4 separate regions of the Mus musculus genome follow, and regions 2, 3 and 4 are each linked to region 1. Evidence: chromatin contacts called from public promoter capture Hi-C and targeted proximity ligation data. All regions are on one chromosome and are shown on one strand. The core of a region is the stretch at or near the end of the contact, and the rest is flanking DNA. Distances in the headings are between cores, read along the strand shown. Region 1 holds the start of Uhrf2 (ubiquitin-like, containing PHD and RING finger domains 2). Region 2 holds the start of Plpp6 (phospholipid phosphatase 6). Region 3 holds the start of Cstf2t (cleavage stimulation factor, 3' pre-RNA subunit 2, tau). Region 4 holds the start of Cdc37l1 (cell division cycle 37-like 1).

The links. Promoter capture Hi-C pulls out the DNA fragments that hold promoters and counts their contacts. Capture Hi-C pulls out chosen DNA fragments and counts their contacts.
Region 2: a promoter capture Hi-C map of adipose tissue shows a contact between it and region 1, with 2.2 times the contacts expected there. A contact is called at or near these places in 2 of 39 promoter capture datasets (liver and pre-B cells), 1 of 484 Hi-C or Micro-C datasets (CD4 T cells) and 1 of 9 other capture datasets (adipose tissue).
Region 3: a contact with region 1 is called in a targeted proximity ligation map of pancreatic cancer cells. A contact is called at or near these places in 3 of 484 Hi-C or Micro-C datasets (CD4 T cells and olfactory sensory neurons) and 2 of 130 datasets of targeted methods (embryonic stem cells and pancreatic cancer cells).
Region 4: a contact with region 1 is called in a promoter capture Hi-C map of pre-B cells, with 6 times the contacts expected there. A contact is called at or near these places in 3 of 39 promoter capture datasets (liver and pre-B cells), 1 of 484 Hi-C or Micro-C datasets (CD4 T cells), 2 of 130 datasets of targeted methods (pro-B cells and regulatory T cell precursor) and 1 of 9 other capture datasets (liver).

What each region holds. Positions count from the first base shown.
Region 1 is chr19:30,026,091-30,032,905 of GRCm38.p6, reverse strand. It overlaps Uhrf2 (ubiquitin-like, containing PHD and RING finger domains 2), which reads right to left and starts at 2,393. Exons shown (of 16, transcript NM_144873.2): 1 at 1,975-2,393. The coding sequence starts at 2,127.
Region 2 is chr19:28,960,719-28,967,533 of GRCm38.p6, reverse strand. Plpp6 (phospholipid phosphatase 6) reads right to left here and starts at 3,614. Exons shown (of 1, transcript NM_028922.3): 1 at 733-3,614. The coding sequence starts at 3,533. The coding sequence ends at 2,655. 4430402I18Rik (RIKEN cDNA 4430402I18 gene) reads left to right here. Exons shown (of 14, transcript NM_001374140.1): 3 at 3,861-3,998.
Region 3 is chr19:31,080,478-31,087,292 of GRCm38.p6, reverse strand. It overlaps Cstf2t (cleavage stimulation factor, 3' pre-RNA subunit 2, tau), which reads right to left and starts at 4,452. Exons shown (of 1, transcript NM_031249.2): 1 at 701-4,452. The coding sequence starts at 4,227. The coding sequence ends at 2,329. All of the region lies in intron 3 of Prkg1 (protein kinase, cGMP-dependent, type I), which reads left to right.
Region 4 is chr19:28,987,074-28,993,888 of GRCm38.p6, reverse strand. It overlaps Cdc37l1 (cell division cycle 37-like 1), which reads right to left and starts at 3,522. Exons shown (of 7, transcript NM_025950.4): 1 at 3,220-3,522. The coding sequence starts at 3,351.

The DNA of each region.
Region 1 (6,815 bases), core at 1,144-3,643:
CACAGTTATCTCAAACTCCAGTTCCAGGAGGTCTGATGTCCTAAAGTCCTCTTCCAGTCTTTGTAGCAACCAGACATGCATATGGTACAAAGACATCATGTGGGCAAAGCAACCATACACACTGAAAGAAAAAAACGTAGACTTCCTTGCACTGCTTTTCAAACCTCACCCTGTTTTATAACATTATGACAATAAAGCATATGAAAAAGAACACCTCTTTTCTATTAAACATAAACTCACTTTACAGGAAACGGCTAGCCCTCTCTCTGGTACCAACTTAACTATCTGCCTGCTAAAGACTTGCTTTGCTATCTCCATCATCTGGAGAACATCAAGACAAAAGGAGATAGGAACTACGCCCTGGCTAGTTATCATTCACAAGAAAGTCAACGGTTTTCCTTTTCTGGTGTTCAAGTCAAAGGCTGGCACTGGAATTCTCTTTTTTATCCTTAATGGTTATTGGGCTGTGGAGAGAGAAGTAGTGAATCACTAACAATGGGGGGAGGGGTTGGCCACTAGGGTTTCTCTACCCCCAACCAGGAACCATTTTCTGATTATTAGTGTAAGTCTATTTCATAAGTCATCTTTCATTTCTATTTCTTGTATTGGAGTCGCCCAACTATTCTAGGAGTCAATGTACAATATTATTACTATTTGTATAGCTTTCACTGATAGCCAAAAGGAAAAGATAATAGCCACTTGAGGCACAGCAATACAATGCTACAAAGTATTTAATAGGTATGACTGTTTAAAAACCAACTTTCCAGACAAGTAAACTCTTTACTGGTCAAACACTCAAGAAACAATATAGTGGATACAACAAGAGCAGAAAGTGCTACAGGTTTTCTGTCAGAGGCCTTCCAAACACTTTACCAAAACCCTGGCTTTTTCTTGCCGGTTGTATAATCTGTTACTTAGAAAATTTTGACCAGTCTGAGAAGTTGTAAATCTGTAAAGGGAACAAAAATATTCCTTCTAAACCCTTTGTGGCTTATAGGCTACTTCCATCGAATCAGAGAGAACTGCACTTAATTCAAAACTCAGGACTGGAGCCAAACTGTGGTCAACTGACTGCAGGATGCCAACTTTTTTAGTGGACTAAAGACAAAGGCAAGAAAAACAATGTGGGTCTGGGTGTCTAATCATAAGACTCTGAGACTTACTGGATAGGAAACGTCTTAGCCTCATCAGGCAGAGCCTTACTTAAAATTAACGGAGATGCCCACAAGCACCCTTGTGGCCCAACACAACTTTCTGGCTTTTTTTGAATTACTGCTGATTATGCTGAAAGGTTTGAGTTGAAAGCCCGAACTTAGGGGACACACAAAGATGAGAGGTAAAGTTTATGGGGAAATAATCTGTCCGTATATTCAACAGACTTAAACCCGACTTCAGGTTACAAACATCGTTCCTTAAATTAGAGGTCTCTGATCTTTTACAGAACAAATCCCCAGTCTGAGACTGACGACAAGGAAGGAGGGGCACGCATTCTACCACCGTTCCGATGTTCAGTGTTCAAATCCTTCTAGTGAGGAAACAGGGATAAGGTGCTTCCCTTTCCACGTCGCATCTAGGAGCCGGGGGCACGGAAAAGAAGCAAGTCCTTAGAGGAGTCGGAGACGGCGCTGCGAATAAAGCCAGCTCGTCCCTCCCGCGCCCCGGCATGGCTGCCGGAGCCTGTTGCCTTTCCAGGCTCCGATCCCCCCCCCCCCCAAAGGCGGGAAGAGGATCCCCCAGGACCCTCGGAGGCTATGTCCGTGGCCGCTGCCAGCGACAACACCGCGTCCCGCACCTTCCGACCCGCTAGGCGCGCTTGGGGGGAGGGGGGGGGCAGCCGCAGGCCCGAGCTCCAGGCCCCGCATCCCGCGCCCCGCCAGCGGCCCATCCCGAGCACAGCGGGGCGCAGCCCTGGACACCCAGCCTCGTCCCGGGGCGCCGGCTGCTCGCGCCCGGGCTCCCCGCGGGGCGCCTCACCTGCTTGCCCCGGTAGAACAGGCGCTGGCACTCGGGCCTTACATCGAAGAGCGCCCAGACCCGCTCGCGCAGCTCCTCGATGGTGGCTTTGCGAGAAACGTCCTCGATGGTGCGCGTCTGGGAGCCGTCGATGGTGCGGACCTGGATCCACATCGCGGCGGCACGGGGACAGGGGACCAAGCCCCTTTGTCTGGCCCTGCGCTCGGGCCGCCGCGCCGCGCCCCGCCCGGTCCCCGCCGCCTCCCCGGGAGGATCCGGTTCTCTGCGGCGGCGACTCGGCGAACGCGGGTGCGGGCGAGGACTGACGCTCTTAGACCGCGCGACCGCCCGCCCGCCCCTCCTCGGTGGAAGGAAACCGGAACCCGCCCGAGGTGCGAGCGCAGCCCGCGCCTCACAAATAGGAAGGAGCCATGGCTCGGCGGCGCGCACTGTTTACTTATAGAGATGCAGCTCCCACATGGAGGTCACGGCGCCAACCCGGATCTCGCGAGATCCACGCGGGGCTCCGCCCCACGCACAGCCTGGGGGGCGCTAATATGGGAGGGGGCGGGGCCTCCAGAGCCGTTACTCGGAGGAGGGCGGGGTTGGGCAGGCTCGCCGAGGCCAGCTCGCCCTGTGCCCTCGTTGTCGTTGGTCACCTCGCAGTCTCCTGAGGCCTAGACTCCATGGTCTCAAAAACGCACGAACAATAGCTAGCCGTGCTGCGCGCTGGCGTGAGCAAGAAATGGGGATGCAGCCTACGTTCCCGAGACTTCACACCAGGGTGTGCGCCCGCCACGCGGCCTCTCCCGGGGCGCGTCGGCTTGATGGACGTGCTTCCCGCCGAGGAAACCCGCTTCCGGGAGGCCCCAGGGCAGAGGCCTCGCACCCACGTTTCCCGACCGGAGAGCCGGAGCGGGAGCTGGACCTGACCGAGTGGGCCTTCTGCGCTAAGGGCGCCTTTAGCCGCAGGGATCCTGGCTTTGCAGGACTGTACACCTCCGATCCAAAAATCCGGAGATCCCAGGGCGGGATACGGCCCCCACACTCAGGGGACCCATCCAAAAATGGAAGACTTAAGAGAGAAAGCAAAGCAAACGCATTATCTTACATTCACCGGTATCCGTAATGTCAGTACTAATCATTCCCATGAGGATAAGAGGCACAACTTTGTAACAACCAAATTGATTAGTCAAGATGGCCTAAATGGAAATACAGGAAGAGTGAAATGTGCGTCAGCTCGAGATATGAATATATATATATATACCTAGAGCCTCTAAGTTACCTCGACAGCTTCCTAGTTAACTAAAACATTTAGTTGATAAGGCAACAGATACATCTGAGAACATCTAATCTGACCCATGAAGGGATCAACTATTTGTTGTTACAAGGATATGCTAGGGTCTCGGGCTGTTATTCGTGGTGCACTGCCAACGGTGTGCTGCAGTCTGAAGCCTTGAGTCTTGGGCTCACGGGTTGGGACGCGCGAGAATTGCAGTCTTTCTGTTTAACTGTGATCTTGAACAAACTGCTTCAATTTCCTCCAGGTAAAATAGTGCTCATAAACACCGAGGGAATGTTAGCTTCCTTGCCACTCCCTTAGTAGCACACAAGAAGGTATTTTAGAGCTTTTGTTATTAAGAGAATTTAGATAAACTGGGAATATTCAAAGAAGATAGGGTGCTTAAGCAAAGACTGGGAGTGCATTTTCACACATCAGAAGACACTACACTTCTGAGAGAGGTTGACTAAATAATGAAGGGCAAGTGTGAACATTAGCATTCAAAGACTTTTGTAGGCCTCCCGGGGAAACCTGGGCTTTTTGAAATGTGCATTGATGTGTTTAAGTATTTAGAATGACAATAGAACAGAGTGCGGAAGGAGGCCTTAGGGAAAAAAGCAAGCTGTGGGAAGGTGAGAGAGGCTGAAATTTAGCCAAGAGCCAACTGTTGTCCATTTTGGAAAAATTAGAGATAGTGAGAAGAATAAATTGTTGAGTGTTCTAGGAAACCCAGCTCCTGAAAGTTGTAGAATTTGTGAATGTGAAAAGGGAAGAAAATGGAATGAGTTCCATTTGAGTTGTGTGGCATTTGAAATATATCTCAAATGTGCCTACAGTGGAGATGCCTGGTAGTTGAAAAGAACTGTCTAAGAGAGTGAAGGGAAGAAGGAGTTTCTGAGAGGAGGAAAGTCTTTTGGCTTGATAGAGATGCCTACATTTTGGCGAATAGAGAAATAGGTGGGGGGGGCTGGTGAGATGGCTCAGTGGATAAGAGCACCCGACTGCTCTTCCGAAGGTCCGAAGTTCAAATCCCAGCAACCACATGGTGGCTCACAACCACCCGTAATGAGATCTGATGCCCTCTTCTGGTGTGTCTGAAGACAGCTACAATGTACTTACATATAATAAATAAATAAATCTTAAAAAAAAAAGAGAGAGAGAGAAATAGGTGGTACGGATAGGGAAGAGAATAAGGGGATATTGGGTGGGAAGTTATAACCTGAAGAGTTGACCATGTCAGCTGGGGGGGGGGGGGCGGGCGGGGTTTGAACATTTACCGTTTGCTCATATGTTACATTTTTATATGCTTACAATTCCACAGTTAGAGATCCTCTTAAGAAAAAGTAGGGGTTTATCTTCTGCCTATTGCTGGTATAAATGAAAGTATCAATCACTTCCCTGTTCTTAGGGCTGATCTGCACAGAGATGCCACAAAGGATGTTTCTGCTGCTCTCTTAGAGATTAATCAGGAAGAAAGCCCAGTGTAAGACTTTGGTCTGGTTAAAGGCTTTTGTTGTTATTGTTCTTTGGTCTTCATTCTTTCTTGCTTATTTGAAAATCTCATGTAACCCTGACTGTTCTCAAATCCATTGCATCATGCTAGGATTGTATCCAATTTCATATCCTCCCATTATGTGAGAACAATAAACTTTTTTTTTAAGACACCACTCACATGTCTACCTCTCTGTCATAGGTTAGTTGTGTTCAAAACAGCAAGGTTCCCAGGTCTTGCTCTCTTCTAACATGGATAGCAGCCATATTGGATTAGGACCCATCCTAACAACTTTATGTAACCTTGTCTCATTAAAGCCTCTATCTCCATACATTGTCATACGAGGAGCTAGATTTCAAAACATTAATTTTAATATGCCGTGGGACATAAATTGTGGGACGTAAAATCATGCCAGGAAGTTTGGTAAAGTAGAGCAGGCTGAAACCTGGAGACTCGGGTTGGGGGTGGGAGGGGGCGACACACCTGAGATTTAGGCGACTTCCTGCTCCCTGTCAGACTCCTGGGCTGGAGCATGTGCCATGCTTCTCACATAAAAGAAATGAGTCCTAAGGTCGCATAGGCTCCAAACAGAGTTCTCCATGCTAATGAGGTACCTAGAGGCCCTGAGGGCTTAGCCAATAAGCTTCCCTTCCTGGATATTCCTCTCTGCAAAAGGTATTTAATCTCAGGCCTACCCTGAAAAGTGGTAAATGCATTATGGTACATTATGCATCCATTTTCCACCATGAACAAGCAATAAAGTGTTTGGAACCATGACCGTCTCTTGTCAAATCTGCCATGAGGAACCTGGGGAAGGCCTTTGTCTACAGAGCTGCAGCTTTATTCTCGCCATAGAAGGTTTCTTTGCGCTCCTAGCCACTATCTCCACCAAGACTGCCACTGCTAAACGAAGTACAATCACCCACGGGGACAAGCCAGGGCTCCCCTCCCCACTTCCCTTATCTCCCCCTCACTAGACACTGCCCCCCCATCCCCAGCCAGTGAGTCCCCAACTCCATTTTCTGATCTTCTGCGATTTCCAGCAGCTCCTGGATGTCCAAGAGTCTGAGAACCCCATGGCCCTGGCCTCATCACAGACCCAGGGACGCCTGAGCCAGCTCCAGCTTCCCCACAAGACTGTGCTTTCCCACCCCCAGAGCAGTGACTTAGTGATTCCAAACAGCCCAGCACCCACCCCGACAGCATTGTGGGGCAAGCAGAGTCAAACTCCCAGCATTCTGCCTCCCCAGGAGGCTGTGCCTGTGGCAGAGCAGATGTGGACCGACAATATACTAATATGTAAAAATAGAGGAGAGGACACAAATGAGTCCACATCCGATTTCTAAGACCATTCTGTTCGATGTTACTCTATTTACATTTATTTATTTTGTATGTGTGTTATAGCATACACGTGGAATTAAGAGAACACTCCTTCCTCACCAGCTGGAGTTGGCTCTTTCTTTCTAACATGTGAGCCTGGACTCAGTCATCAAGCTTGGTGTCAAACAACCTCATACACTGAGCAACCTCTGACAAGGGCATGCTGTCTGCCACACCACACTTACTCTCTCTGAATTTCTTTTCTTTCTTTTCTCTCTCTCTCTCTTTTCTTCCTTCCTTCCTTCCTTTCTTTCTTTCTTTCTTTCTTTCTTTCTTTCTTTCTTTCTTTCTTTCTTTCTTTCCTTTTTGACAATTAAATTTCATTTGGCATATTTGCTAGCACTGCATAATATGGGCATCAATTTCAACCAATGTTATTCCCTCAGGGGTGCTGGGTGGACTCCAGGCCCTTCTGGTAGGACGGTGCTCTGCCATCAAGCCACATCCAAGCCCCTGGACCATATTCCCTTTCTCACCCATCATTTTTCTCCCATGAGCAATCACAATAATTGCAACCCTCAAGGAGCATATTTTGGATGCAACACCCTCCTTTTAAAAGATCTGTCTTAATCTGTGGACTAGTTGTGTGTGTGTGTGTGTGTGTGTGTGTGTGTGTGTGTGTGTGTGTGTGTGTATGTGTCTGGAGAGACAGCTTAGTGGGTAAACAGGCTTGCCACCAAATTTGCACAGCTCTCATAGAGATAATGC
Region 2 (6,815 bases), core at 2,365-4,864, 1.1 Mb after region 1:
CACATTGTTTGGGGGGGCAGATCTGTGCTTCTGTCCCTAAGATACCACATATTTATCTCCCTTGTATCTCTTAGCCTTTAAACTCAGTTCAATCTGTTCCGCCTTTCATTTTTCTTTCCCAAACCGACATGTTCCTTGGCTTCTTTAAAACAATCCTGACTTAGGTTAAAGCAGGATTTTCATTTGTGAAAGAATTTATTTTTTTAAAGTAACCAAGGAATATAACATTTTTAAAGCTCCACGTTTGATATTGTCCCCTCACGTCTAGGGATCGCTTTGGATTGCTCATTTCAACAGGGTAATCAATCTAACAATAAACACTTTGTGATAACCCACCAACTCCTCCTTAAATGAGGGGCAGGGGCACGTGACCATGACCTTGCTGTTCCCATTTAGGAGTCAGCCATTCCTCTGGTTTTGCTCTCCTGTCCTCCAAGGCTGGCATGGAGTGTGGCCTCACAGTTAAACGGGGGCTTAGGCCATAGTTAGAAGTGGATGCTAAGAGGATACAGCATGGAGATCCAGTGAGATGCTGTGTAATCAGTAAACTCTATGGTTTCACTGAGCGCGTAGAAATGAAAGGAAAAACGAGAGGGTCCTGGTTTTGGTTCCATCTTGCTGACAGTTCTCAGTTGGGCTGTATCAATTTCAAGTGTTCAGGATGAGGAAGGAGCCCCCAAGAAGCCAAGTGATCTCTCTTACATCAAAGCAGAAATTAAAGATTTCACCTCATATCATTCAACATTACCAGTTTAATTTATTTTGATTTTTTTTTAAAGGCATCCTTCATCGTACAAGTAATTAACAAAGAAATCAGTTTTTTATTCCAGAGAATTTAGGATTATTCATGAAGTCGGGTAAATTGATCTGATCTATATTTTAAAAGCCAGCAAACTCAGGCCCCAGCAAACAAAATATGGAATTTCAGAAGTGCGACTAGAAAGTAGAAGTGGGCCCTTAATTAGCAGACTTGGGGACACTATAAGAACAAACAGTCACTTTCAAGTGTCTGGCCTGAATGTTATAATGAAAAATGATCTTCAGAAATTTAAACACACCTAGACCTCTTAGAACCTCACAGCTTAGCTGATCTGATGAGGGGAGAGGTAGTCTGTGTTTAGGTTGTTGTGGGAATGTGATAACTGTTTTATTTATCGAAGGACTTGTTCCAATGGGTGTACCAGACTCCCACTCTCGAAGGTCCTACTTCCTCCTACTGAGAACTGGTTTATCATGTCCATCTTCCACAGTCCTGTCCACCCATATCTTTGAACATTAGACCATAGCCCACAGCTCACAGTCCTTTCTATTTATAAATGCCAGAACAAGTGGCCATTGAGATTATCTGATGATGCCACTTTCACCAGTGATTTAAAGACTTTCTTTCCAGACACAGCAGCATTTACAGATGTCATGAGCATACCCCTCTTTGGTCTTTCTAGGTCAGACTGTAATCAGAGTCTACCATATTATTTGGTCATCTTTGGTCTTATGATTGGGGGGGGGGGGGCGCCATGAATGAACAGCTTTCAATGTAAACAGAAATTTAAGAGTTTTACCTAATGCTCACGTAGGGCAATAGGCTCTCCTGAAAAGTTTCAAGTTGTGTCCTGTTACCTAAAATGTGCTGAACACAGCACAGTGGGACCGATAGGGAAAGGATAGCATACAGTTATCCTTGGGGTACACACAGGAACGCTATGCAGGCACACTGAAAAGAACCACATTGCTCTTCTACTTTTTACTTAATAGAGGACCATTTGCTTGATTTAGTAGAGGTGACCGACAGCAGGGCTTCATTTCCTGCCCCTGGCCATGGCCTACTTCCCGGTCTGCCTCCTTCTAAGCTCTTAGTTCCCCTGACTCTCCCCAGCAGCTCAGCTTCTTGCCCCCTGGTATGCTACTTGTCCATGGGACTAGGAAACAAAACAGTAGGCTCATACTTACATTTCTGTGGGAACCTTAGACAAGCCCACCTTTTGAATATGTCTTCTTCCATATCTTGGTTTGTTCTATGAGTGCTAAAAGATAACGTTAAATAGTAGTAGAAGTTAACTATCTAAAGATCGTTTGAGAGGTACTGGGAGCAGAAAGGAAAATACTCTGTGGAACCTCTTAACTACCAAGTCCACAAGGGTGGGAGAGCTTAAAGGAATCAGAAGAAGGAAAAAGCTCCAATTATGGCAACATATTCAGAGAGTTAAATTGGAGAAAAAAAATCTGTTTTGAACTTTAAAATTATTGTTTAAAATTTACTGCAGGTAAAGGGTGGGAATAGCACATGGTTTATCTAGCTAATGGCTCTTAAATTTTAATTTACAAGTAATAACATTGTTTTTTTGGGGGGTGAGGGGAATTACTCATTAACGTTGTCAACTTTAAGTAAATAGCAATCATACAGTCAGCCAGCTTGATTTCTTTACAGTTGTCTTGGTGATAAATAGCTGTCAAATACACAGTAGACTTTGTTTCTCAAGTATGGCCGTGTTCAGTAATAGCCAGCATGCGCTCCGGTCTAGGAACCTGTCAAGACAGTGGGATCCCAGAATTCCCAAAGTTGCCCAGAGGGGCAACTAGATGGCTCTGGCTTAGGTCAGCATCCTCGAGTGTGGAATCCTTCAGACCTCAAGGTGTCAATAATCAATGAGATGGTGTCACTGTTGATTCCACAGTACAAAAAGAACTGGAACATTGTGGGGTGACAGCCAGCAATAATCCACAATGCTGTACTGCATGTAGCCCAGAAAAAAGCCAAAAGCCACATCAGTGACGTTGTGCCGCCCGAGCATGACCCTAGAGAGACCCAAGACGAAGGCCCACAGGACCACCAGCACCCTCAGTGGAATGGCCAGTACCAGGTGGTTTAGGATAAACCGCGACACCAGGGCGGCCCTCGTGGCGTGGCCCGAGGGAAAGGAGTACCTGTCCACCGAGAGGGTGAAAAACATGTCCTTTTGATTGTGCGCGGGTCGGCGCCTGCGGACCAGCCCTTTAATCACAGCTACCAGCAGCAGGTCCAACAGCAGGGCGAAGAGCAGGTTCATCAGCACTTCGCGCCCGGCCCAGCTGTCGCTCCTAAGCAGGCAGTAGAGGGTGCCCAGCAGCCAGGGGATGCCATGCCCTGAGATCTCCAGCAGCTTCATCAGGGGCCGCACGCTGCCCCAGGCCGAGCTCTCCCCAGCACACACCCCCAGCTTCTTGGACAGCCACAGGTCGATGGCCAGCAGGGAGCGCAGGGCGATGCCCAGGAAGGACGGGTTCAAGTTCATGCGGGCGTCCTCCGGCGGCGGGGCCGGGGCTGCTTGTGCGGGGCCCGAGGCGGCCAGCGGGAAGGAGCCGCGCCGGTGCACCGGGCTGTCGGACGCGCGCAGCCGAGCGCAGGCGGGGTCCGCGCCCGCGCGGCAGTTCAGCAGCGATTGGAACTCGAACCTGCCGCCGCCGCTGCCACCGCCGTGGGCCGGGCTGCCCGGGACGCTGCTTCCGCCCGAGGAGCCCAGCGGCCGTCCCTCGATGGTCCTCCGGGGGCTCGGCATCGCGGAGGGAGGCCGGTCCCGGGGACCCGGGCAGACCGGAGACAGGCTTCCCAGCCCGTCAGCCTCTTCCGCTTCCGCACTGCCATCCCGGAGGGCGGGCCGAGGAGCCGAGCCGCAGAGCACGATTGTGACACCTGGCGGAGACGTGGGAGGGAACCGGGAGTACCAGCTTGAGGAGAGGTGGGAAGTGCAGGTGAAGGACGCAGTGATGGCGTCATTTCAGAGCTGTGGGAGGTTAGGATAAACAGCCCCTCTGCACAAAAAAAAAAAAAAAAAACAAAAAACAAAAAAAACCAATCCCTTGATTGCCCTCCTCTTCTTTTTAAGATTTCTTGCCCCGGAGTGTTCCTGCCGGACAAGGAAGCTGTGTACCTTGGAGTCTACCTTCTGAATCAGTACCTGGAGACAGACTGCTTTCCCCCTGTGTTCCCTGTTGTGATTCAACAGAGCATGAGATTTGTAAAGGTGATTTTGACTTCTCAGTGGGTTTTGCTGTCTGAAACCAGTTTAATGGTCATAAAGAATAGTGGTTTTGTACATTTATTCCCCGCCCCCCCCCCCCTTTTTTAACACAGTGTAAAAAGTACAAGCGGCCTTGAGGCAAAAACCATAGTTTGGAAGTCTTGCTTTTTGCAATGCAGGCCTGAGCCAAGTTCTGTCAATTGAGTGCTAAATACCCTGGTGGATGCTTTCTATTCTTGGAACTCCCATGGCATTTTCTAACTGGAGCAGAGAGCGTTTCTGAATGTTCTTGGAGGTGTTAGAGACAGTTGCATTGCATTTATGAAAGGGGCTATTAATAAACTGCAGATCTTAAGAAAAACTTTCTTAAGCTTGGGAAAATAACTTAAAACTATAACCAAATCAGCTGTACCTGGTAATTGAAAGCCTGTAACTAAACAAGAAAGCTGTTCATATTTTCTGAGTTTCCTTAAGTCATGTGCGTGTTATATAACAATAGTAGTAAGGGCTAGATTCCATTCCAATGAGTGCAATTGTGATTTTAAAAATTGTAAAAATCACCGGCCAGGGCTTCCCACTGCAGTATGCTGCTGACTATTCAATACTCTGCAATCACCAACAACACCCTAAGGTTCTGGTTTTAGCTTTGGAGTTGAAATTGGAGTAATCTTTAGTAAACCTAGTGGTTTTGCCCAGGGTCCCCTAAGGTGGACTTTTGGGGTGGAGGGAAGATTGTACATATCGATCCTAAAGTCTGGAAGATGTTTTCCAGAAACCTACCTATTTCTTGTAATCCAAGGATGAGAGAAAAGATGCGTTTTTAAAAACTGCAGCCTGTTCATTGGAAAAACGTCCGTGAAACTGGTTGGGTAAAAGTGATTGGATATTATCTTGGGAAATAGTCAGAACCCAGATGGTCCTACTGGCCATATGTGGGTGATAGACATGGTGTGAAGTAGGTGCTGAAAATGACCCCCACCACTTTCCCCACTCACCAGTTGCTGGCCCTGTACCAGACTTCTAAGATAGAATTGTAAGAGGTGCATAGATATGAAATTATTCTAACAGGGCATGATACATCCATCAATACCTTGGGAACTTAACTTAATCTGACCACCTCTGTTTTTAAAAAAGAGAATGCCTGAGATTCACAATTTAGATGCTTCTCCTGCTGGGTGGGAAAGCCTGAGGTTTCTAGTCAAACATACCATGGAACCATTTTTTTTTCTTTGAGTTGTTTAGGCTCATATTCTAGTTTCTTCTAGTTCCAGGTTTCTTGAGATCTGTTCCATTCTTTAGCTGAAAACTCGTGTGGCACATAGCAAAAGCATTTTCCTTCCCCACATCTCTTTGCATGGCTTAGATTTGAATAATTTAAAAGTACGTGGGTAAACAAATTCCTCATAAAAATTCACAAGCCATTGTATTTGAATAGACTAAGCTAAGTGTTTGCTTCCCAAGATCACCCTTGAGAAAAACCCTTACACGTAACGTAGGTAGATATGTTAGGTTCTTAGAGCTCACATACACAAGTAGCCCACAAGCAGCAAACTTACTTACTGTCTCACAGTCCTGGAGACTGGATGTCAAAGAATGGTGGTGTGGATCTCGCTACATCCTGAGGCATGGTGGGAGCTAGTTCTTTGGTTTATAGCAGTGGTTCTCAACCTGTGGGTTGCGACCCCTTGGGAGAGTTTGACTTTTTCACTAGGGTCACCTAAGACCAGTGGGGGGGGGGGACACAGATTATGCTGTTATGACTCATAACAGCAGCAAAATTACAGTTATGGAGTAGCAATGAAAACAATTGTATGGCTGGGGAGTCACCACTATATGAGGAACTCTTTTAATGGGTCGCAGAATTAGGAAGGCTGAGAAACATGGGTTTTATAGCACCATAACTCCAGTATGTACCATTTAACCATTTATTCTCTCTAGCACATGGAATTCAAAACATTCTGGGCATTAGCCAGAGGAACTCCAGTTCTTTAAGGCAAAGGAAGATATGTGTGAACTGTAAAACAAAAGCAGAGCCTTCACTGATCAGAAATGCCAGGTGTCCTTGCTGGGTTTGGGTCCTATGCTGGCTCTGTCCACTTTAACTGAGTAACTGCATTTGCTCTGGGTTGCACGCCAGAATAGAAAACTCTATGCCTGGTTTGTAATAGTGGCTCCTCCTGAGCATTGTGTAATAGTGGCTCCTCCTGAGCTCTGTGTAATAGTGGCTCCTCCTGAGCTCTGTGTAATAGTGGCTCCTCCTGAGCTCTGTGTAATAGTGGCTCCTCCTGAGCTCTGTGTAATAGTGGCTCCTCTGAGCTCTGTGTAATAGTGGCTCCTCTGAGCTCTGTGTAATAGTGGCTCCTCTGAGCTCTGTGTAATAGTGGCTCCTCCTGAGCTCTGTGTAATAGTGGCTCCTCTGAGCTCTGTGTAATAGTGGCTCCTCCTGAGCTCTGTGTAATAGTGGCTCCTCTGAGCTCTGTGTAATAGTGGCTCCTCTGAGCTCTGTGTAATAGTGGCTCCTCTGAGCTCTGCGTAATAGTGGCTCCTCCTGAGCTCTGTGTAATAGTGGCTCCTCCTGAGCTCTGTGTAATAGTGGCTCCTCCTGAGCATTGTGTAATAGTGGCTCCTCTGAGCTCTGTGTAATAGTGGCTCCTCTGAGCTCTGTGTAATAGTGGCTCCTCTGAGCTCTGTGTAATAGTGGCTCCTCCTGAGCTCTGTGTAATAGTGGCTCCTCTGAGCTCTGTGTGGTTCCTGAATTTTTTTCCTGCTCAAGTGTACTCATGAATTTAGTTTATTTTTAACTTTAAAAACATAAAAATG
Region 3 (6,815 bases), core at 3,203-5,702, 1.1 Mb before region 1:
ACAAATTCGTGTACCAGATAGTTTGAGTTAGTCTCCTATAAATGAATCAAGGCCCTTTATTTCCTGTATCAATCAACACCAGAATCTCTAAGTACTTAATTAGAAATAAGAAACTATTTTGGCTAATGTGGCCCTGGGTAGCCACAACTCCTTACACAGCCAAGGAAGACCCTGAAGTCCTTATTCTCCCTTTGCAGATTACAGGTGCTCTTTTCTAATTTGTGTCTTAATGCAAAGAACTGTTATATTTTGTTTTGTGATGAATCTAAGTCCTTTGAGGATAAACTTGTTCTTAATGAGATTTTTTTTTTCCCAACCGAAATTGGATGTTTTACCCTTCCTTTTCATCTTTTACTATAGTGTATACTCAAATGAGTAAGGTGCTTCCCAGGTCCCCTGTTTTCTATTACAAGTACAACTTGGGGGCTGTGAGTAAAGTGAACACAATCCTTCCCAGTACAAATGCTCTCAGTGCTTAAGAACCTGGAACACAGTATTCCAAAGGACACAGCATGTCTGACGTGGGAGGTATCACAATGGACTGGCAGTGTCTTTGTAGTATTCCAGCTGTTGAACTACATAAAGAATAATTAAAGGTATTTTCACCAGTTTCCTTAGTTTCACCTTTTTCTACGTACGTATTCATGTATCTCTTAAAAAGTTCCTGGTGTATTAAATAAAATGAAACATACAAAATACCTTAATTATACAACCTTTTTATTTAATTTTCATTAAACAATGCAGAGATTTTCTTATAACAAAGACTATAAGAAGTTTTGGGCTAGCAACCGCAATTTCGAAAGCAAGCAATTGGAATTAGCCAGAACTAGCACAAAAGTACAAAACACAAACCAACTTCAGCAAAGGAGAAGCAGAGGAAACCACAGAGAGTTTAACACTAGCACAAAAAACTAAGTCGATGGAAAATAGCCTAGGAATGAAAACTCTGTACACTGAAAATGCTCAAACTTTCCAAGGACAAAGTAGACCCTTGGGTCAGCTCTCTCCCTAAGGCTACTCTTCCCTCTGTAGCTGGGTAGTTAGTTTCCTACAGAGGACTATCACTTGGTCAAGTGGGAACTTGTGCTTGTTTCTGCTCATTAACTAGATATGACATGGTGTCTAGGTGCCACACACTTAATGTCAAAAAATAGTATGGTAGCTCTAAAGGAAATGTATTAAATTCCACACTCCTTATTTTAAAACACATCTGATAGGAATGTATGTTATGACCAAATGGCTCTTGAGAGTTCTAAGAAATAAAATACTAAGTTGAGCAGAGCTGTCAGATCACTTGGGCCTCAGTTCTAGTTAAGCTGATGGCAGGAAAGTACTTTGTGAAAGTTATCAAACTGTAAGACACGTCAAAATTCGAAGACTAAGATTTTTTAACTTCTGATTCCTGCTGACCAAATGGATTCCATCTGCGTATGGATAGTGGTTTATCAAGAACCTGGGTGGGAGCTTTACTGAAAAACCCTCCATTACTCAAGAAAGTCCGACCCCATGTCTAACTGCTATTTTCAGATGACATGAAAAAACTACTTACAACCAGACTTGGTGCTTAAGAATTTTTTTAGAGAAATGTATTAGGAAATCACTTGAGTCTCCTCAGAGGCGGCTTTATATAATTCAGCTGACACTACAACTATTCTGCAAAATCACCAGGTGGGACCAGGCAAGAATATTAGTTGTCTCAAAAAAGTCAGGTAAATGAAAATTACCTTTTTACAGATAACAATGCTTAAAAAAAAAAAAACAAAAACAAAAAAAACCCTACATCTACACCACAGACTGTTAGCTCCAATATTTCAAAATAATTCCAAAATAACTAAACATTAATCTTATTACTCTACAGTATTTTGGTTTACCAAAAAGTGTATCTTAAGATGCTGACATTCAGTTAATATACAACCAAAAACCTTTAAACCATCTTAGTATATCAATACTGTAACAAGTCACTTTCAATTTTTATGTAGTTCCCAGCTTACTCGGGATTTTTAAAGACGCAGTTAACAAAGTGCAGACATGTTATTCCTCCTGCATCTTCCTCATAGCCTTACTTGGTGGATGATGTAGTTATTTTCAGGGTACGTGGTAGAGTAACAGTGACAAAGTGAACAGGCCCACTCCTTCCACTCCATAACCTCCATCAAAAAGCTAAAAGGGAAGCAGAAAGTGACAGGACTAGAAGAAAGATTAAGATCTAGGGAGAAGGAAACCTTAAATGGTTAAAGTGTGCGAACACAGAAGACAGCTTTTTGCACCACTTCATGCCACAGAATAAACTCTGAAGGAGTAACTAAGTGCTTCTTAGTTGAAAACCATTCAAGAAGCCCCAGTGGATTTCTGGATTTGTTCCTTTAAAATCAAAATGCTCTGCCTTTGTTCGGGAGGCAGCATGGCAATCTGATCCGCAGTCAGCTGGAGAACCTGCATGATCAAAGCTGCTTTTTCTTGATCTTGTGGAGTTACCTGGCTTTGCCCAGGGCTAAAACTGCTAGGCTGGCCTCCACCTTGCTTACTGGCTCCTTGCATGCCAGCTCCCTGCATCCCTCCTTGCATGCTAGCTCCCTGCATCCCTGCTTGCATGCCAGCTCCCTGCATCCCTCCTCCTTGCATGCCTGCTCCTTGCATCCCTCCTCCTTGCATACCTGCTCCCTGCATCCCTCCTCCTTGTATACCTGCCCCCTGCATGGTACCTCCAGGATTTCCCACTCCTGCAATATTTGGAACCTGTCTAGGTCCCTGAGGGCCACCTGCCCCCATATTAATAGGGCCAGGACCCTGGATTCCACCAGTCATCGGACCTCTGGAACTAGGGCCAGGGCCCCTCATCTCTAGTCCTCTTGCATCCATGCCTCTGGTTTCCATCGCGCAGGTCTCCATCCTTCTCTCCATTCCTCGTGGCTCCAAGACCTCAGTTTCCATGGGCCGAGTCTCCATCCCTCGAGATTCTCTACCTCCTCTACCATCCATAGGTAGACCTCTCTGATCTATCATGGGACCTCTGGGCTCTCCAATTAGCATTCTGGGATCTGCTGCCAATGGTCCTCCTCTCATATCATGTGAGGCAGGGCCACGGTTGTCATGACCATGATGCATTGGAGGACCCTGATGGGGTGGTCCCATATAGCCCCTGGGCTCTACTTCTCCAGTCACTGAGAGCAAAGTCCCTCCACGTGGGTCATTTGGAGCATCTCCCAGTAGTCCTCGAGGAGGTATGCCACCAGAAGGCATGGGTCCACGAGGCATCGGAGGTCTAGGATCTGATATCTGCATCTGTCCTCGCTCCAGGGGCACTGGACCAACCACTGGCATGCCAACTTGTGGCTGCATTGCTCCTCCTGGAGTTAAGGAACCAGGTCCAGGTCCAGGAACTGCAGCTGGTATTGGCCCCGGAGCTGGAATTCCTCCCTGGATAGAGGTCTGCATCAGAGGTGGAATGTCCTTCACAGGTCTTCTTGGCAGATGCTGAGGCTGAGGGGCAGGAGGATTCTGTTGGTTCAACATGACGTTAGGTCCCGGGCAGAGGCCAGGGGCAGGGCCGGGGCCAGGGCCGCCAGGCCCACTAGGCCCAGGCCCACCAGGGCCAGGCCCAGAGACCGGCTGAGATTTGCCTGGGATCAGTGGTGTGACATGTATCTTACGATGCAAAATTTTCAGTGCAATCTCTGGATCCATGATTCTCATCACCACTTGTGCCTGCAGCAAAGCATACGCCAACTGTGGGTTCTGAAGTAGCATGTTTCGAGCTTCCTGGTGACTGTTCTGGACACACAACTTCATCTGCTTCATGAGCTCAAACATCTGCTCTGGGGGCAAGCTGGCGACTGCTCTAGTAATCGATTCTGGAGCATCTTCTGGGTCGATAGGGTCCCCATAGGGGGAGTCAATGATGGGGGCCGCCGGGCCTAAGCTCTTTAACTCCTCCTTGTTCTTTTCGCTGGCGGCATTGTCCACCCGAAGCGCTCTCCCACTAAACTCTCGCCCATTGAGGTTTCGCATGGCACTGAGCGCAGTCTCCTGGTCTTGGTACTCGCAGAAGCCATAACCCTTGGGCTTCCCAGTCTCTCTATCGTAGACGAGACGGAAACTGACAACTGAACCAACCTCTGAGAAAATGTCCTTTAACTGCTCCTCCGTCGCCTCATACGGAATGTTCCCCACGAACACCGAACGCAGCGATCGATCCATGGCTGGGTCTCTGACCGCCAAACTCGACATGATTGCTGCCGAGAGGACAGCGGAGATTGAATTCGTCTAAGGGTCGTCCTCTGGCGAACCACACTTCCGCTCTGTAACGGAAGCAGATAGCAAGCTCCGGACAGAAACCTTTCTGTTAGGAATCTGTAGTTCCGTTAGGCCGCAGACACTGCTTCCTGAGACCGGACTAATTTATCTAACGCCTTCCGCCCCGGGCCGTGAGCTCGGTTGTCCGCGCCTACTTACTGACAACAGGATTCCGTTCCATGGTCCTATTGGTCGAGTTTTCCCGGCGTCCCGCCCCCGCTTCCTGCGGGCACAGGATGCACTACGACTGACCTCATTAAAAATGGCCGATCGGGCTTCCATGGGGTAACCGGCAGCGTCTGTGTTTCCACACACTCGGGGCTGTTTTCATTGCGTTCCACCGGCGGGAAACCGCAAGCCGGAAGCTGATTTAAGGCTTAATGTGTTTTCACAGCTTTCGTTTAGTGTAGGATAATAGAAATATTTAAAATTATATCCAATATTATGAGGTAAAAATATTGTTATTTATCCCTTAAAATAGCTTAACAACATTAAACATAATTATCGCAAAGATAAAATAGCGCTTCTGTCAGCCGCAGCCCCGCCCCCAAGCTATGGCTTGTTCAAACTGTTACCAAGTCCAGGGTCTTCCCTGGTATCTTCTGTGTGCGCAGGTTGTTGTGTGATCATTTCTCTCTCCCCTTACAAATTTTAATTGACATCAATGCTAAAGTGGAATTAACTAAAAAGTATGACTGCAGAGTCTGGATTAATCGACTAAACTTTTATTGTACACATATAAGTAGTTGTGATTTTATTTATTATTTAGAGACAAGGTCTCTATGTAGTCCTATCCTGGAGCGCAGGCTGACCTCCAGCTCCCAGAATCCTCCGCTGGGCTTAAAGGTGTGCACCACCACCGCCCACTTCTCTTGCCAGTTTTGTACTTTAAATACTGCCATTTTATTTTAAATGACCAAACATAATTTTCACTGTTTTAACTTGGAAAAAAATTCAAAAAATATCATGGTTTATATTTTGTTTTGTTCTTGGTTTTGTTTTTGTTTTTTGAGACAGAGTTTGTCTGTGTAGCCCTGGCTGCCCTAGAACTTAGTCTGTAGATGAGGCTGGCGTTGAACTCAAGAGATCCACCTACCTCTGCCTTCCAAGTGCTGGGCTTAAAGGAGTGGGCCACTACACCCAGATATGTGTTATGTTAATGTAGATGGTATATTTTTACATTCAGTTGTCAATTAATTCAATAAATTAAGTTATCAGGTATACTAAAACAAATTTTGTTATTTTAATACAGGGCCCTTCTACAGCCCAGGTTGGCCTGAAAAATTCACTGTGTATGTAGTTTAAGCTGTCTTCAAATTTGCAATCCTCCTGCTTCTCCCAGTGTATGCTGGGATTAGAGGCAAGCACCACAAGCCTTATCTTTACCTGATGGTCAAAGAAAACACAGTAACCAACAAACAAAGCAACACGTGGGGCCTATGAGATACTTAAAGGTTTTAAAACATTAAATAAAACATTCACCATAAATTAGGCATGGCGGCTCATCTTTAATCCTAGCACTTGGGATACTTCCAGGACATCCCGGAGCTCTTTATGTCTAGTTCCAAGCTGGTGATGGCACACTGAGAGACACTCAACACTTTAACACTTGTGTCTGTTAAATACTATCAGCTTAGTCCCTTGTAGAAATGGTGTTTAAGCCGGGCGGTGGTGGCGCACGCCTTTAATCCCAGCACTCGGGAGGCAGAGGCAGGCGGGTTTCTGAGTTCAAGGCCAGCCTGGTCTACAGAGTGAGTTCCAGGACAGCCAGGGCTACACAGAGAAACCCTGTCTCAAAAAACAAAACAAAACAAAACAAACAAACAAACAAAAAAACCCAAAAGACAAAAAAAAAAAAAAGGAAGGAAGGAAAGAAAGAAGAAAGAAAGAAAGAAAGAAGGAAGAGAAGAAAGAAAGAAAAGAAATGGTGTTTAATATTTACTCTGAATTACTTTGAGCATCTATCAGTCAAATTAAAAACTAACTGCCAGGCTGGTAAGATGGCTCAGTAGGTAAGGAGCACCCGACTGCTCTTCTGAAGGTCCAGAGTTCAAATCCCAGCAACCACATGGTGGCTCACAACCATCCATAATGAGATCTGACTCCATCTTCTGGAGTGTCTGAAGACAGCTACACTTACATATAATAAATAAATAAATCTTAAAAAAAAAAACTAACTGCCTTGACTAAAAATGTACGTGTTTTCAACAAACAAGACTAACCAACAAAACCACCCAAATCTCTGACATATTTGGCAAATGTGGTATTTACAGCAGGGGTGGTCACACAAGTCTGGAAAGCCTAAGACAGGCTCAGGCTCATTTTGAGCTCAAGGATAGCATGGACTATATACTGAGTTGTAGGCAAACCCGGGATATATGTAAAACCTCCCCTCTCCTTTTAGCTATTTTCAGAGATGAAATTCTACACAAAATTGTAAATACTGTAGTCTTTGTGAGTCTGTAAAGTATATTAAAACACTAAATAAAATAAAATTCACCATAAACTGGGTATGGTGGATC
Region 4 (6,815 bases), core at 2,273-4,772, 1.0 Mb after region 1:
GGGAGTAAACCTGAGTTTTCTAGCACATTTGAGATTTCTACTGGCTGTCTGTGGACATTGCTCTCCTGTTTCCTTATTTAGTAGTTATTTGGGTTTCAAGCCCATATACTGCCATGTCTCTAAACGACAAGTAAAACATTTATTTTTACTTCTTGATACACTAGAAAATGAAGATGTTGGAGAGCTGGCTCAGTGGTTGAGCTCATTTGTTACTCCTGAGGAGGACCTGGGCTCCATCTCCAGCACCTATATGGTGACTCACAATTGTCTGCAACTCCAGGACATCCAACGACCTCTTTTGACCTTGGCAGGTGTCAGGAATGCATGGGATGCACACACATGCACACAAGCAAAATTCTCATATACATAAAATAATTAAATTAAAAGAAAAATTATCAATGCTGTTGCACACCTTTAATTCCGGCACTTGGGATGCAGAGGCAGGCAGATCTCTGTCAGTTCAAGGTCAGCTTCATCTACAGAGTGGATAGCTGGGCTACACAGAGAAACTTTTATGTCAAGGGGGGTGGGGGAAATGGGGAGAAAGCCAGTAAAAGGAGAAAAATGAAGCTGTAAAACAATTTGTAAAAAACAAAGTTATACCAATAAAGGCAATTATTAGAAGTGGGGTGCAGGATCTTGCCCTAATTATACAAAAGCAAATATTTCTCAAATCAAGCCAACTACCAAAATTATGTATATTTAAATTATTCCCCATAGACTATCATACCATTTGGTCATACAGTCCAACATGGACAGAGATGACTAAGTATACTATTGGGTCTTTAAGAAAAAGAAGCAACCCAGGGACGTGAACCCATGTTAGGCACGCATTCTCCACAGAGCTGCATTCTGAGCCCATATCAAGTCTTATTTTATTCTGTGATCATATAAAAGTTTAAAAGGCCATAATTTTAGTAAACAAAAACTCCGCAAAGAAACTATGATGGTTCAAGTCTACTGGAGCAGCTTCACATCAAAAGCTCTCAAACAGCAGCCACACTGGATCCCAGCACTGAGAGGGCTAAGTGGGCACAGGCCCACTCCTAACCAAGAAGCAGTGTGCAGTTGGTACCTGCTAGAAAGGGGAAATCACTGAGTTCCATCGCCCCCATTCCAGGGCGGGCAGTGCCATGCTGAGCAGTAGCTAGCCAACACAGAATGAACTCTGTGGTGTTTTTGTGGACTTTTTGCTCCATTTTAGCCTTTTTAATTATTCTAAAATTGTATTTATTTAGTCTTACTAGTCTTTTGCTTGTTTATTTTGATTTCATTTGGGTAGTTTGTTTTAAGAGAGGGAGAACATAATGTGAGATGAGGAGATTTGGGGAGGATCTGGGAGGAGTTGGGAGAGTGGAAAACAAGATGCAAATATATTGTATGAAAATTTAATTTAAAAAAAGATACAAGCGGGCTGGAGAGATGGCTCAGCAGTTAAGAACACTGACTGCTCTTCCAGAGGTCCTGAGTTGAATTCCCAGCAACCACATGGTGGCTCACAACCATCTGTAATGAGATCTGAAGCCCTCTACTGGTCTGTCTGAAGACAGCTACAGTGTACTCATATAAATAAAATAAATCTTTAAAAAAATACAACCATCTTTTTTGAAGTCCTCAAATTCTGGCTTGCCTTTTCACACATCATGTTATATTGAGATAGCTCTCTGTCTCTCATATTTGGTAAAAATTAAGCCAGTAATTTAAGATGAATTTTTAAAATCCTGTTGATTGATTAAACATTTTATTTTTTTTTAAATATTCTAATGTCCCCCCCAATTTAAGTCCTAAAGCTAGCAAAACATACAAGTAGGCTTGTAATAATTATATGTTCTTAGAAGTAATGACTGTGTAAATTTTATCACCATTTAAAAGCCTTCTCATCCAAATAAAATGCTATAGTATTTCTCTGGATAGGCAGTGCAGAAGCGTCCTGAAAAGAACACCGGACTGGGAGTCATGAGTTCTAGTGGGGACCCTGCACTGTCTAACTAAATGACCCTGGGAGATCTCCTTTAGTGAAGGCAATAGAAGCCTTCTTAAACCCCATCACCTAAACAAATGCACAGGTAAAATCGTTTTAAAATGTTGGGTTTCTTGGATTACTTCTTCGAGTCAACCACAGTGCACTGAAATTGAGGCAGTTTCCCCTTGCCTGTCCAAATTGACACCAGCAACTTTTCGTTTTCTCCCTCTGCAATACTAAGTATACACAGATGATACTAGTGATCCGTAACTAGGTGACTACTGACCCATCAATTCTCATTTTGCCTTACTTTCCCTATGACTAGTTGGCTGACCATAGTCTGTGGTTATGAAACAGCATACTGTGGGTGAGCCCAATCAACTCAGCTGACTGACTTGCGGGCAGACAATTTAAACCAGTCATCTTTAAGAAAAGCTATTATAATATTGGACCACATTTTTGCAAAAACGCCTGGAAATCAGACACCTACAATCAATTTCATTGAAAAGATTAGTGTTCAGTCTATGCTTTTGAAATCTGGTTCAAAACACACCCAGGTGAAAAGTCGGGAGAAGGTGATGTTCGCAGCATAGCACAGCACCCCTATAAAAGCCATAACTGGCATATAACACTTGACAGTTTCCGAGGCAAGAAAGCTGGGTTGAAAAACACATGTAGTATCAGAAACTTCGGGAAGAAGCCTGAAAGCCAATTCGGTGGCTGTATGTTTTCACCGGAGGCTGACGCGGAATCAAACTATGAATACAGTAAAGGACCAATGATAGAAACGGAGGTGTGTGCCAGCGTCAAAGGCAAGGCTTACAGAATTTGCTGAGATGTCAGCGCGGCAAAGAGCACGTGAGATGTTTATGTCAGGACTCGGTGTACTATTTTAGAAGTACAATCACTCTCTGTTCCTATCAACTGTGCACAAAGTAGCTGGAGCTCGTAATAAAGGCTCGGATGAAAGCACGCACCAGAGGACAAAGGGTCAATGTTATACACTTGAGCGGCCCCCAAAGCTCCACGCAGACAGCAGCAGAGAGGGGGAGGAGGAACCTCTCGCAAAGGTGAGGGGCAACCAGCCCCGGTGCAGGGACAAGTGTGCGTGGACGTGGAGGTCGGGAATGCGCGCGTGATCGCCTCCTTTTCTCGCGGAAGATGCTGCCAGAGCTGTGGCTTGGCATCAGGCTCCCCCGCGATGCCCGCAGACATTTCCCATCCCCCGCCCCCGGCAGAACGCAGGCCGCTCTCACCTGGGCGCCGCCGTCCGGTACCGGAGAGTAGTGGGACGAAGAGGGGGACACGTCTAAGTCACTCTCCTCCTCGGTTTCCCCGCCAGTCCTCGGGAAGCTCCAGGGGCCCGGTGGCGGCCACGGCTGCTCCATGTCCCACTGGTCCGGGCCCGGCAACCGCCAGCGCCAACGGCCCTGGCGTGAGTGGAACCTGCTGGGCGGAGCCAGCCGCCCGGCCGGCCACGGTCGTTACCCAGAATCCCTCTGCCCCTGGCGAAGCCGATGCACCCCCGGAGCAGGCCTGGACTGTGCCGCCGGCGGACTGCGGAAGAAGAAGTAGCCGGCCGGGACGTCATTTCCGGGGGCGTGACCGGGCGTGGCCACGTCTGGACGAAGAAGCAAAGTCTGGAGTTTAAGTCCGGGAAAGCTAACTAGGGTTTCTGCAGGTTCGGATCCGGGCGTTCAAAGGGTGTTCTGACTTGTCCCTCTTCTATTTCAAAAGCTCCTTCGTGTAGAGCAATCTAAGTCGGAGTCGAGGGGGACCGATTTAGAAAGCACAGCCAACTTTCCTTTAACTTCAAATTACCCGCGACAAGACTGTTCTCCAAACCCTGCTACAGCGGAGGAGGACACTAAAAATAAAATACTGGGGCAAGCACATTTGTAAAGAATTGAGACAAGTAGTAGACGTATCAGAGGGCTTTCCGTTCCTCGTGTCTTTTTAGAATCGTGAAGATCCGAGTACTCACTGTCCCTTTTCTTTTTGAGACAAAATGACCCACCATAGCCCGAGAACACATTTTAAGCGAAAAACTCAAAGATTGGGAATGTACCCTGGCAGTAGAGTGCTCATTTAACTAACACAGGCAAGGCCCTGATTTTAGTTTCTAGGACCAGGGAGAGGGAAACAGACACCTAGGAACTAGGAAAGTCTAACTTCACAACCCGCACGTTTAACAATTTAGCTTGTTGTCTATTCGCAATCAGATAAGACGACAGACTATCAGTCTTTCAAGCTTTGATTGATTGGCAAACTGTAGGTAGGGGTGTGTGGGGGCGTGAGGTTCACAAGGGTAGGCCAGAGGACCACATCAGTTCTCCTGCTCTGTTATTTTTCACAGCATTCCCTTGAGACAAGGTTTCTTCTCGCTGAGCTCAGAGAACTGACACCAAGCCTTCTGTCTCAGCCCATTTAGAGCTAGGATTAGAGGTGCAGGTTTGTTGGGTATTTGAACTACCGTCCTCATGCTTGCTCAGCTACCATTTTTACCTACTGAGTCATCTGCCTTAGCCCTGACTGGCAAACGCTAAAGGCTCGTTAATCCTAATGGTCGAGCGATAGATGAGAAAAATGCTGTTAAGCATGCTGTGTAACATTTAAGGAAGAGGGATGACATGAAAAGCCTATGTGCTTCAGTTCAGCTCTTTCATGATCAGGAAAATACCCAACAGTATTTTTACAGCGGAATCTAATACAAAGACAGTTTTGGGGTGGTAAAAGAAAGCTAAAAATAAGTAAGTAGAAGCAATGGAAGAGTAGATCTCAGCGTGCTGATGTGGAAATATCTCTGAAATGAACAAGTCTGTAATCCTGGGAAAGGCTGAGACATGAGGATTCTCAAGTTCACCACCAACCTGGGCTACACAGAAGGGGCACTCACTGGGTTAAAGAAACCAAATTACAGAATTAGATTATGTAAAGTGAGAAGTTATGGTTTATTTGTTTTGTTTTGCTTTGTTTTTGTTTGTTTGTTTTAAGGAGCAGGGCAGAGAAAGAGCAAGCTAGAAAATTAGAGCATATTGCCAGAGTTAGAGGCCCAGCAGAGCAAAAGAGTCAGAGGTTGAAAGAGAAGTCAAATTGAGTCAGTTAGCTTGAAGAAGTGTTTGAGCCAGAACAACTGACCTGAACCAGCCAGCCACTGCTCAGAAAGAACTAGAAAGAGTGAGCTTTCTCAGCAGCAAGTCTCAGAGGCTGAAAACATTCTCATCTTAGATTAGATTGTGTGGAGGCTAGAAGCTTCCAGGACTAGGTTTGGGTTAACAGATGGCAGTAAGCCTCAGAGATGACAATTATTCAGGAGAATAAAAGATACTTTCACAAAAATCTTGGAAGAGATAGAAGAAGTGTAATAATCACTTTGGTGGCTAAGGCCAGGAATGGAAAATTCTAAAGGTCTTAATTTCTATTTAGCCTTCCCGTATTGTGCTGATTGTTACAGGATATTTGATCATTGTTTATAGAACACCCATATTGTTATAGATACTGTTTATCAGATGCTGATGGGTGTGTCCTAATTAGATACAGTTTGATGTGCCGCTAGAAGTCTCAATAGATAAGCATGCTAAGGAATAAAAAGTTTTTGCCTACTGTAAGGCAAGTTGCTTGGGAGAGGTCTAGTGGTCTTTGCTCTGTGACCCAATCTGCTCTATGACCTGAGGTGAAGTGGGCTGGGTGACCTTGAGCTGCCCCATCATAAAGGTGGAGTGGTTCAGCCCCTACTCACTTGGCTTGGAGCCCCCACCATGATGGTGACATGGTTCAGCCTGCCAAGTTATAGGGGAGGAGCTAGAGACTTCTTTTATAGCAATTGGACCTTTGAGAGCTCTCTCTCATGGCTTGGAAGAGCCTTGCTGAAAGAAGCTCTGGGTAAGAGATAGGGATTCTCTTTTTGGACTTGGAAACCACAGAGAAGCAACGGAGAGGATGCAGGTAAAACAGTATTCTAGGAAAGAGAGCTAAGGAGCCCTCTTGCATTTGGAGGAGCTCAAGAGACAGGAAGATGAGCTCAGTAAAATGACACCGATAGAAAGAGATTTCTAAAGAGCTAGCAGGTGAGTTGTAAGATCAGGCTTGCAAATAGAGATTTTTGTTAAGAAAGTAAAGTTACATTGATGAGTTAGCAGATTTTTACCACAGCTCCCACCTTCTGTGTCTTTATGGATATAAATTATTAAGTAAATGTAAAAGGAGGAATATTACAGTTGGTAGAAGACTTTCCTACAAGTGTATAACTTTATAATCAGAAATAAAAGTTGAAAAGCTTTTCACGCAACCCTTGTTGCGGTCAGGCATTAAATGTCAAGGGGAAAGTGTAAGAGGTCAGAGAAAATGAAAACAGTTTATTTCCCCCTCTTTATTTGAAACCACAAAGTGCTTTGAGTGGTGCCTGGCTGAAAACTTAATTTTTTCAAATCCTATTTTCAATGATGGTTCTCCAATGCTTTCACTTCCTATGTAAAGCCCACCACCCTCCAGAGGTAGTGGAAAAGAAAGGATATGGGGGAAGTGGACCTGCTTAGAAAGGTTCTTTGGAGCAACTCCAGACTGTGTTGTCTGGAAATCGGCAGTTCAGTTCACAGGTTAGCAGTGGCAGCTCGATCTGCTTGCAAACATTTTACGGATACACCAGCAGTCCGGTTTGCTAGAGTTGGGATAGCAAATAAGAATCAGCAGTGGTAGCACTGCTTAACAGAAATAGCAAGGCTCCAGCTTCAGCAGGAGAAACCAGAAGGAGAAACCAGCAGGAATGCTAGAAGTTCTTAGCTGTGCCTCTTTCCAGAAAGTGAAGATCAGTGAAGACTTGAGACCCACCAGCATTGCACAGCTAGCTCTATAA